Regions from separate parts of the Danio rerio genome. Here region 2 is linked to region 1. The links are chromatin contacts, called in public HiChIP or PLAC-seq maps. All regions are on one chromosome and are shown on one strand. Each heading gives the region's core, a stretch centred on a gene start, on an enhancer-like site or on the middle of the called end of the contact. The rest is flanking DNA. Distances are from core to core; before and after follow the strand shown.

Evidence for each region. HiChIP or PLAC-seq counts read pairs in DNA pulled down with a chosen protein or histone mark.
Region 2: an H3K4me3 HiChIP or PLAC-seq map of gastrula embryo shows a contact between it and region 1, with 4 times the contacts expected there. The contact joins the promoter of ehbp1 here to the promoter of LOC141378567 in region 1. A contact is called at or near these places in 2 of 4 datasets of contacts at active chromatin or transcription factors (embryo and gastrula embryo).

What each region holds. Positions count from the first base shown.
Region 1 is chr17:25,375,370-25,380,418 of GRCz12tu, reverse strand. LOC141378567 (protein FAM161A-like) reads left to right here and starts at 2,812. Exons shown (of 4, transcript XM_073928525.1): 1 at 2,812-3,145. The coding sequence starts at 3,035.
Region 2 is chr17:25,457,222-25,462,270 of GRCz12tu, reverse strand. ehbp1 (EH domain binding protein 1) reads right to left here and starts at 3,033. Exons shown (of 24, transcript XM_073928528.1): 1 at 2,680-3,033; 2 at 740-1,207. The coding sequence starts at 843.

The DNA of each region.
Region 1 (5,049 bases), core at 1,563-4,062:
AGTCAATGTATGCTGCAATTGTGAAACACAAAGAAAGAAGAAGTTGATTTACAAGAAATAATGCAATTTTGGGAAAGTCAATTTGAAAAGGCTCAAGCCAAAATGAGGAGAAGTGAACTTGCAGTCTTACTAAATGTTGCAACTGTGAGAAATAAAGATTCAAGTGAGATTAAATCTTTACCATGAGAATCTCAACCAGAACCCAGTCTTAACAGAGTCACAGTATATATGAGAATAGTTTCGTAATAGTCACCTTTTATAGCCAAGGTGTGAACAGCTTGTGACTAAATTAAAACACTTGACTTCCACCAACTTCTTAGGTTTTAAATGTCAAGAACCTACACTGGAACAAATTATTAGTTGACTTTATTAGAAAATGTGAGTTAACCTGATTAACTAAATGAACTACACTACCCGTCAAAAGTTTGGGGTCATTTATTTATTTATTTATTTTAAGAAAATTGTTCTGTTCATCAAGGCGACATTTATTAAATGTAAAAAAAAAAACTGTTAAATATTTATAAAAATTTTAAATAACTGCTTTCTTATCGTATGTATTTTTAAATTAAATTATTACTCCAGTCATTACTGCTTTTATTACTATTACATTATTAATAAAATTATAATATAATAATAAAAATAATAATAAAAATAATAAGGATAATGTAACTCCAAAGACTAGAGTAATAAAGCTGAAAATTCCTCGTTAAAATCATTGGAATAAATGATTAAAATAAATGATAAACTACTTTTGAACAGTTATCTTATAGTGCAATAACATCTCAATATTTTAATCAATTGAAATAAATGCATCCTTGGTTTGCAGGATAAGCTTATTTTAAAACATTTAAATATCCTACTGACCAAAATATTTGACCGATAGTGCATGTGCATAAAATAAAATTGCCTTTTATTAAGAAGAGTCAACTTGTTGCTTTTTTTAAGGCAAATATTTACTTATTTTTAAAATTAAAGTTACTCGGTTTTTACTAAATTAAAATAATTACAAAATATTATCAACGGATGTTGGTAAATTGCAGAGCTTATGTAAACATGGCTATATGGCTGTGATCAAATGCTTTCTACACTGCTGTTTTCTCACTGCTGTCATTTTGTTGTGTGTTTTACTATTGAGAGAAACTCGAGGGAAATTTTGTCATGGAAAGCTTGCAGCAGAAATGTACTGTACATATTCATCTAAATATTATTTATCAACATAATTTATTTACATCCATTAATTTTTAAAATATCTGTGTAAAAGATATGTTCATTTTCATTTTACTTTTAATTGAACAAAAAAATTGTACTGAGGTGCTGAATCTTGTATAATTTCTTTAATGTTAAAGGTATAGTTCATGGCAAAATATTCTAACTCATGGCAAAATATAAACTCAAGTGGTTCTAAAATTTTGTTCATTTTCTGTCCTCTGTTGAACACAAAAGAAGATATTCTGAAGAATGTTTAAAAAGCAGCCATTGATAGCCACCCATAGTTAGAACAAAAAAATACTATGGAAGTCAATGACTTTTATTTCAATCATTTCTCAGAAAATGCAAAGAAAAACATTACTTTTAATATTTTATCATCTACACCGGAGCGGCACAGTGGGTAGCACAATCGCCTTACAGCAAGAAAGTCCCTGGATTAAGCCCCGGCTGGGTCAGTTGGCATTTGTGTGTGGAGTTTGCATGTTCTCTCCGTTCTTGCGTGGGTTTCTTCTGGGTGCTCAGATTTACCCCACAGTCCAAAGACATGTACTATAGCAGGGGTGGCCAACCCTGTTCCTGGAGAGCCACCTTCCTGCAGATTTCAGTTGCTACCCATATCAAACACACCTGAACCAATTAGTTAGGACCTGAACAACACGTGATAATTACAGGCAGGTGTGTTTGATATGGGCTGCAACTGAAATCTGCAGGAAGGTGGCTCTCCAGGAACAGGGTTGGCCACTCCTTTACTATAGGTAAATTGAATTAACTAAATTGGCCATAGAGTGAATGCAAGAGTGTATGGGTGTTTCCCAGTACTGGGTTGCAGCTGGAAGAGCATCCGCTGCGAAAAACATATGCTGGATAAGTTGGAGGTTCATTTTGCTGTGGTGACTACTGATTAATAAAGGGACTAAGGCGAAAAGAAAACTAATGAATGAATCATCTACACCTGCCTTTAGAAGTCAACAATTTTTTATGACAAGACACTATCAATGTTTTTCATTGCCAGCACACTTCAGCCACCACTAAACCACACACCACCTTTCACCTAACATTTACCTTTAGCACATTAATAACACCGTGTGACTTCCACATGACATCGCAGCTTCACTTTGCAGAAGCACATTCTTTGATAATGGTTTGTGTACAATCTCAATTCAGGGACTGTATTTTGGTATGTTTTAAAGGGATAATTCACCCAAAAATGAGTTTATCATTTATCTCATGTGATTTTAAACCTTTATGAGTTTTTTCTTCTGTTGAACACACAAGAGGATACTCTGAAGAATGCTGGTGCTGCATTGACTTCCATAGGCAAAATATTTACCATGGAAGTCAATTAGTCCGAGCGACAAGCATTCTTCAAAATATCTTCTTTCGTGTTCAACAGAAGAAAGGAACTCAAATAGATTTTGAACAAGTGAAAGGTGAATATATGATAGCAGATGTTTCATTTTTGACACTTTAAATACTGCATGTTTACTGCGAGAGCATCTTCAGCTGAACCCTCTTCACATGCTGGATTCCCTCTGTAATTAAGAGTGCTGTTAATCTCTAAATCTTATTTGGGATGGTTCACTTTGAATCACATCTGAAGGTGTAAATCGGGGTTTAAAGAAGATATAGGACATATGGTCAGCAAGCACCAGGCTCTAAATCGTGACCTTTTAGGGTTTATCCACAGGGATAAACTGAGATTGGCACATCTGGGTGTGAGAAAGCATCCTAACCTAGTGTGGCAGTGCCATACCTGTGAGAGGAGCAAAGCGAGTCGAAAGGAGAAAGGAAGGAGAAAAGCAGTGCTGTACTTCAGATCTGGACAATGAAAGCGATACTGCGTACAGAGAGACTGCAGCCCAGTGAACTTCAGGCTCTGTTCGGAGAAGAGAAGGATTATTCATGCTCCCTGAATGATATTGTTCACCACACAGAGGTATGCATCTTGCATCTTTAGACTTATACAATGTAAAATATGAATGTGAAATTGTACAGTATGAAAACAGTACTTTTAAATGACATAAACTGCAGATGAAGATATTGTAAGATAAGTTCAGAATCGAATATTCTGGACTGTCGTCTATTTGTAAAAGCAAGATGATCCAGAAACAAGGCTAAAGGATGTGTGACTGGTTTAGAAAAGAATGAGGATATGCTACTGTAATTAGAAAACATGAAACTGAGTTTGTCATATTTTAGTCACATGGTGTCAAGGGACAAAATATCACTGAAAATGGACATTGAGAAAGATTGAGGACACAAGGTGTAGAACCACTAGTACTACCACTACTGAAATGGGATACAGTAACATAACAGACACTGGAGGTTCAAAACTAAAAATCTTTTTTAGCTCTTTAGTCTACAAAGTCAGAGATTTACTCAAACCTAAGCTGTTGGAACAAACCAACAATAATGGGTCAACTACTGTACCATTAGTGTAATGTAACATTTCAGCTTTTTTAAAATTCAAATTGGGTGACATGATGACTCAGTGGTTAGCACTGTCGCCTCACAGCAAGAAGGTCACTAGTTTGAGTCCCAGCTGCGTCAGTTGGCATTTCTGTGTGGAGTTTGCATGTTCTCCCTGTGTTCGCTCCAGGTGCTCCGGTTTCCCCTACAGTCCAAAGATATATGGTATAGGTGAATTGAATAAACTAAATGGCTGTAGTGTATGTAAATGTGGGAATGAGTTTGTAGAGGGTACTGGGTGGCTGCTAGAAAGGCATCTGCTATTTGAAACATATGCTGGATAAGGTTGCGGTTCATTCCGCTTTGGCGACTCCTAATGAATAAGGGGACTAAGCTCAAGGAAAATGAATGAATGAATTAAACATTCTAATTTACTATTTAAACTAGAGTCAGGTCTACTGACTTTAAATTAAGATTTATTTAAATTAAGGTCAGATTTGCTAACATTTTTGGCATTAAAATGCTATAATAGTGGGTTCTTACAACTTTATATGGGTCAAATATGGACAAAAACAACCTCGGATGTCAATTTTCTGATTTAATTTGAAATCATTTAAAAATTTTATCCAGATGTTAAGTTTGTAAAAACAACCAATTTATTAGTTTACCAGTGGTGTCCAAACTCAATCCTGGAGGGCCGGTGTCCCGGAGAGTTTAGCTCCAACCCTAATCAAAAACACATGAACCAGTTAATCAAGATTTTACTAGATATAATAGAAACGTCCTGGTAGGTGTTTTGAAGCAAGATGGAGCTAAACTCAGTAGGACAATGGCCCTCCAGGACTGAGTTTTGACATCCCTGGACCCAGTTTTTCAAAAGTAACAAAGGGATTTTGAATTACGATCAGACCATAATCCAATCTTACATTTGATTTGGATCAGACCTGCGCTTTGGGTTATTAAAACTCAGATTGGGAACTATTTGATAAAAAAAAAAAATCCCATCAAAGGGGTGGATTCAGTGTTGATTTTTGAACCAAATTAATAAGATAAAAAAAGTTTCATTTTTAAGTGAATGATCACAAACTTAATGGTTACTGATGATATATAAATTCCTTCATATTTTAATCCTATATGAGGCATGTCACATCTAAGACATAGTAAACAATAATGTAATTATTGTTTAGTAATTCTGAAATTTAGCATTTGGACCACAGTGATTCAACTCAATGTTCCTTTAATATAAGTAAGATATCTCAGTTAATCTTGGATAGCAAAACATGGGACTTATAAATCTGGACCAATCTGATCCAGAAAAAATATTTTGAAAAACTGTATACGAAGACACATTAAAAAGAATTAAAAGATATGGACAAATGTTTGCCAGCTGACCTTATTTCACAAGAATGTGTGGGAGTTTCTCATTCATAT
Region 2 (5,049 bases), core at 1,784-4,283, 82 kb before region 1:
AGACAATTTTTATTCATTTTTTGTTATATGTGTTATGAGTCCAAGACAGAAAAAAGGTGTAGGTCAAATGTTCACCAATATATAAAATATATACATATTTTTTTAAATGGCACTAAAATTAGTATAACACATTAGTAAAGTATTAAAAATAGCTTAAAGAACATGTATCAAATAAAAAATATATTCAAATAAAGCTGTTAATCATAATTATATTAACATAATAAATAAACTTAAAAAAAACAATTGGAATAATTGTAATAAATAGAATAGAAATAAATAACTAAAGTTTAATTACATACACACCTAAAGATATAAACAAATACAGTGCTAGAATACTGTAGAAGAAAAAAATGTAAAAAAGAAAATTATTAAAATGAATATATCCTCCATATTACCACGCAAAAACATTTACAAAACTTATTAGGCTAAAAAACATGTTTACAGTCTCATCTGATCCCATTTGAGTAACATCTTGTCTGACAACTCCTCATGCAAATCAATTCCTAAACAGTCAGAGATGAGAGAAAGTAAACAAAAAGATGTGTAAAAGTATAGCTGTAAATTGTCTCTCCCTACACACAGAAACGCCTGAGGGAACAGATAAATCATCGCAGTTAGATACGTCACAGGCCAACTCAGCATTCCAGAAGCCGGTGCTCACACACACACACACACACACACAAGCTAGGCTGAAAATGAGTAGCGGCACGCGCAAGACATGCAAGCAGTGACAACTCACCATTTCTTTGTGCATTCCACCATGAGTTCCTGGTAGGAGGCGACAAACTGGAATTTGGAAGCATGTTTCCCAACACGCTGCAGTCTCTTCCACACCGAAGCCATGGTTTTTCCTATTTAAAGAGCTGACAGTTTGTTTAAAAACACTGTCGTATTCTCTGACGCCACCTCCTCACAAATCCTTTTCCTGGAAAAGTTCTCAAAAGTATCCCTCCAAAATTGCCTTGTGTGCATTCATTGATTTTTAAGGGGTTTTAAATCAGGTAAAGAAAAAGAAAAAAACACCTAGATCCCTTGCTATCAAAACATTAGCATGGATGATCTCAGATCAGCATGATGGCATGACTTGTTAAATCCGCCGGAGTGACTGACAGCACTCACAGAGCTCATTCCGTACAGCAAATCCCTCAAAATAAACACAAGGAGTGCATGGTAATCCAATATTCCTCATTTCCATGTGTCAATAAACCTACAGAGACAAAGAGGGAGCCGGTTAGATCTGAATGATAAAGCTTGTTACTAAAAAATTATATCCATTAATTCAACAGTCGAGATTTAATTTTACTTTTCTGCGTTCAAACACTAATAGTCTTTAAAATCCTACATTTAAGCAGTGATTCATAGCAGCAACAGAATATCCTTATCAGGTATCAGTGAATAGCAATGGAAAGCGATGATATCAAGAGACATTTGAGAGACTTGTTTAGCTGTGCCACCAAATTTCATAACACCAGCAGAATGCAGGCAGATTAGATCTGCTGGACCAGTTGCAATTATTTCAAAGACATGCAAGCATTTCTGAAACATCAAAAATATTTTTGTTGTTATTACCCACCCCTGCACAATATATATTATCTATGCATCTACATCATGTGTGATGTCAAGGAGGATCATAGATGACTGCTGATTTGTAGATTAATTATTAAGGTTTCATCATAAAAATATTATCATCTGCCCATTTTAAATATCCACAGTATTACGGTGTAATTTCCACATGAGTTTTAAATTAAAAAAGCACAGTAAACAATAATGTTTCCAGCTTTCCAACTGTATTTAATTTATAGAGTGAAGACCAGTCAGTGTTACTGTTATACTTGATTATTGCATTTCAGAACCTGAATATCTAAACCCTATTTGTTGAAAAATTAATAAGAAAAATGTTTTCAAAAGCAAGGCTGATGGATAAAGTAACAGTTGCATAACACCAATCAAACTAGTTACCATTTTCACAGTAATGCTCTGCTCTAGCCAAAGAGTGACACAATACACGAGTTTGATAAATAGTGTTTTACCAGCATTGAAACAAAAGCTAAGAAACACCTTAGGCTGTTATATTATCAATGTAGAAGAAGGTAACTAAATATTACTCTGCTATTCCCTTTATTTACAATGACAACAAGAAAAATCACAGTTGTGACAATTTTCAGTACAAGTCCACTTTTACTCACGTGTTACTGCCTGAATGTCAATTAGGCTACAATTAGATTATCTGTAGTGTTTGTTTGTTTCATGCAGTCAAACTACTATAAATAAACCTGAAATCAAGCAATATTATTAATTTAAGATTCAATAGGAGCTAAAAGTAGTAATGACCATCTTTAAATTATCATTTAAATTATGCTCACAACTGTTGCTGTTCAAGCATACAGTTCTATCAACACAAGACTGCTGCTGAAGGCGTCTGTAGACAACTCTCCTCCTCATCCACAACTGCTACACTGTCAGTGCTGTCAAACTGACCTCTTCATCAGCCACTTCAAGGTATTTGCTCTCAGGTTACTGGTTAAAGATCCTCTTTTAAAGTCGCAGTCTTTTTACAAACGCCGGACTAGCAATACGGTTTAAGAATTCATCCCACTAATCAATAATGAATCTCGTGCAATCACAGAGACACTTATCGTGATATTTTCCTAAACATCTCGGCCGCATTCCTGCACTCACCCGGTCAATAATGAAGCAGCAGCAGTAGCGGCTGAACGCGCCCGTTGCGGCGGGAGGCGCGTGGCTGCATTCAGCCGCTAGCGAGCTAAAGAGCCGCTCCGGATGGATATCCCCATAGAGCTCCGTTAGCAGACTAGGCTAACCTTAGCCAGACAGGCTATCCCAGGGCAAAGAGCGCCAGCTAAACCGAAATCCTTAGGGCTCTCCGGCGTATACCGGCGACGACCGCACTGAGGAGTTTGAAGGCAAGCAGCAGCGGCGGTTCTCCCGGTCGAGAGGAGGAAATTCCTGCGCTGTTTTCTTATCCACACACAAACTCAGCGTATCAAGACTCCATCATTTTCCTCCCCAATCCCACATTCAGTCAAACATCTGTGCTGAGTCTCCGAGAAACGCCCCCACGCGCCCCTCATTGGCTGCCGAGCCGTATATATTTACATATTCATGACAGTTCTTAACGCTTTTGTTTCCAATGCTCGCTCCTATTGGTCGACAGAGACATCTTTCAGAGATCTTTAACCCGCCCGTGTGTGTGAGTGAGCAAGCATACTGAGCTGACTAGCAGCAGAAGTAATGTAAACCCTCTCCTCCTGTGAAATAAAGAGGAAAACTAAATGAGGGGATATGTTTGGGATTTGTATAATGAAATCAAGGGATTTGAATAATGAAAAAAAAAAAAAAAATATATATATATATATATATATATATATATATATATATATATATATATATATATCAGGGCTCGAAATTGCGACCATTTTGGTCGCATATGCGCCCGAAAATTAATCTATGCGACCTCATAATATATTTGGGCGCATTAGTGCGACTGCAGATAATGGTTGTAGTGCGACCTGTTTTGTTTTTTTCTAAAAACGTGCTGAATCGCTCTTCCCTGCCTCTATATTGGTTCATATTAGCTGTCATTCACTCAAGGTATTGCGCTGTCAGATGACAGGGAAGGAGCTTTTATGACCACAGGAAATGCAAACGGCTGAAGAGTAAAAACTTAAAGCTCACAAGTTTGAAAACCCCACCTAAAGTTGAGGCGCAGATGAAAGCGATCATGACACGTCACGTGGTGAATAATGATCCGCCAGCTGTGATCAATCGAGTACGCGCTTCTTGGAGAAGGTGCCCGAATCTCCATGTGTCGCTTTCACTGCGTGTTCAGCGCAAATGTCCGCTGAAAGTCAAATCTAATACTGTACATATCATCGCCAAAGAAGCTCGCCTTTACTAAGTTTACACTGAAACTGCGGCTCATAACAAAGACCGGATTTGCGCCGATGGTTAGCGCAAGAATCTTGCGCTGCCTACTTATTAATTGGGTTGGCTGACTCGCCTGCTTTTCCACAAACACAGAAAAATGAAGATCATCTCAGACTGAACCTTTAAATTGACACAAACTGAAACCAAAACTTTAAAAGAGTGATAGAAGCGAGACTTTACTTTCTTTCTTTTGTCTATTCTTTTTTAAGGTATATATTATTTTTTTATTTATTTACTGATGACTGCTTTGCAGCTTTCATCATTGAATTGAATGATTTATTATAATCTTTTGTTTGTTTTGTAGCAGAAATATTATTTATTAAATTGACATGCATATAAAAACAGCAGTACAAAATTAATATTTCTTACTGCAATGCTTCATTTTTGTTTGATGCAAACTATACAATTATTTTTCATAAAGTAACAGACTTTTAATAGCAGATAACCTACATTCATGCACATTCAAGGCAGTATCATAATGAGAAATGGAATTCATTGTTACTATTATTGTCATTTTCATCATCATTAATATTCTATGGCCTAATCATTAGACATTCATTTTGGAATTATTGCACACAAATATCAATGTCTTCGCAGCATTAGTTAGATAGTTGTTTCTGGTTTTTGTTAGTCCTATTAATGTTGTTTTAAAATACAATAAATCCCTTAAAAAACAATTTGCAGCGGTGCTCATTCATTTTTGGTGGGTGCTCCTAAATTTTTTCTGGTGCTCCTAAAAATTTTTTGGTGCTCCTAAATATTTGAAGTTGGGAGCACCGGTGCTACCAAGTAAAAAAGTTAATTTCGAGCCCTGTATATATATATATATATATATATATATATATATATATATATATATATATATATATATATATAAATATATATATATATATATATATATATATATATATATATATATTTTTTTTTTTTTAGTTTTAAGCAAAAGCCCGGACCAATTGAAACATTTTAGCAATATCTTAATATAAAAATAAACGTATTATAATTTTATTTTTGTGTTTTTACACTTTTATGTAAGAAATATGTTCATGTAATAATAATAACAACAATAATAAAAAATAATAATTAACTAATTTAATTTAT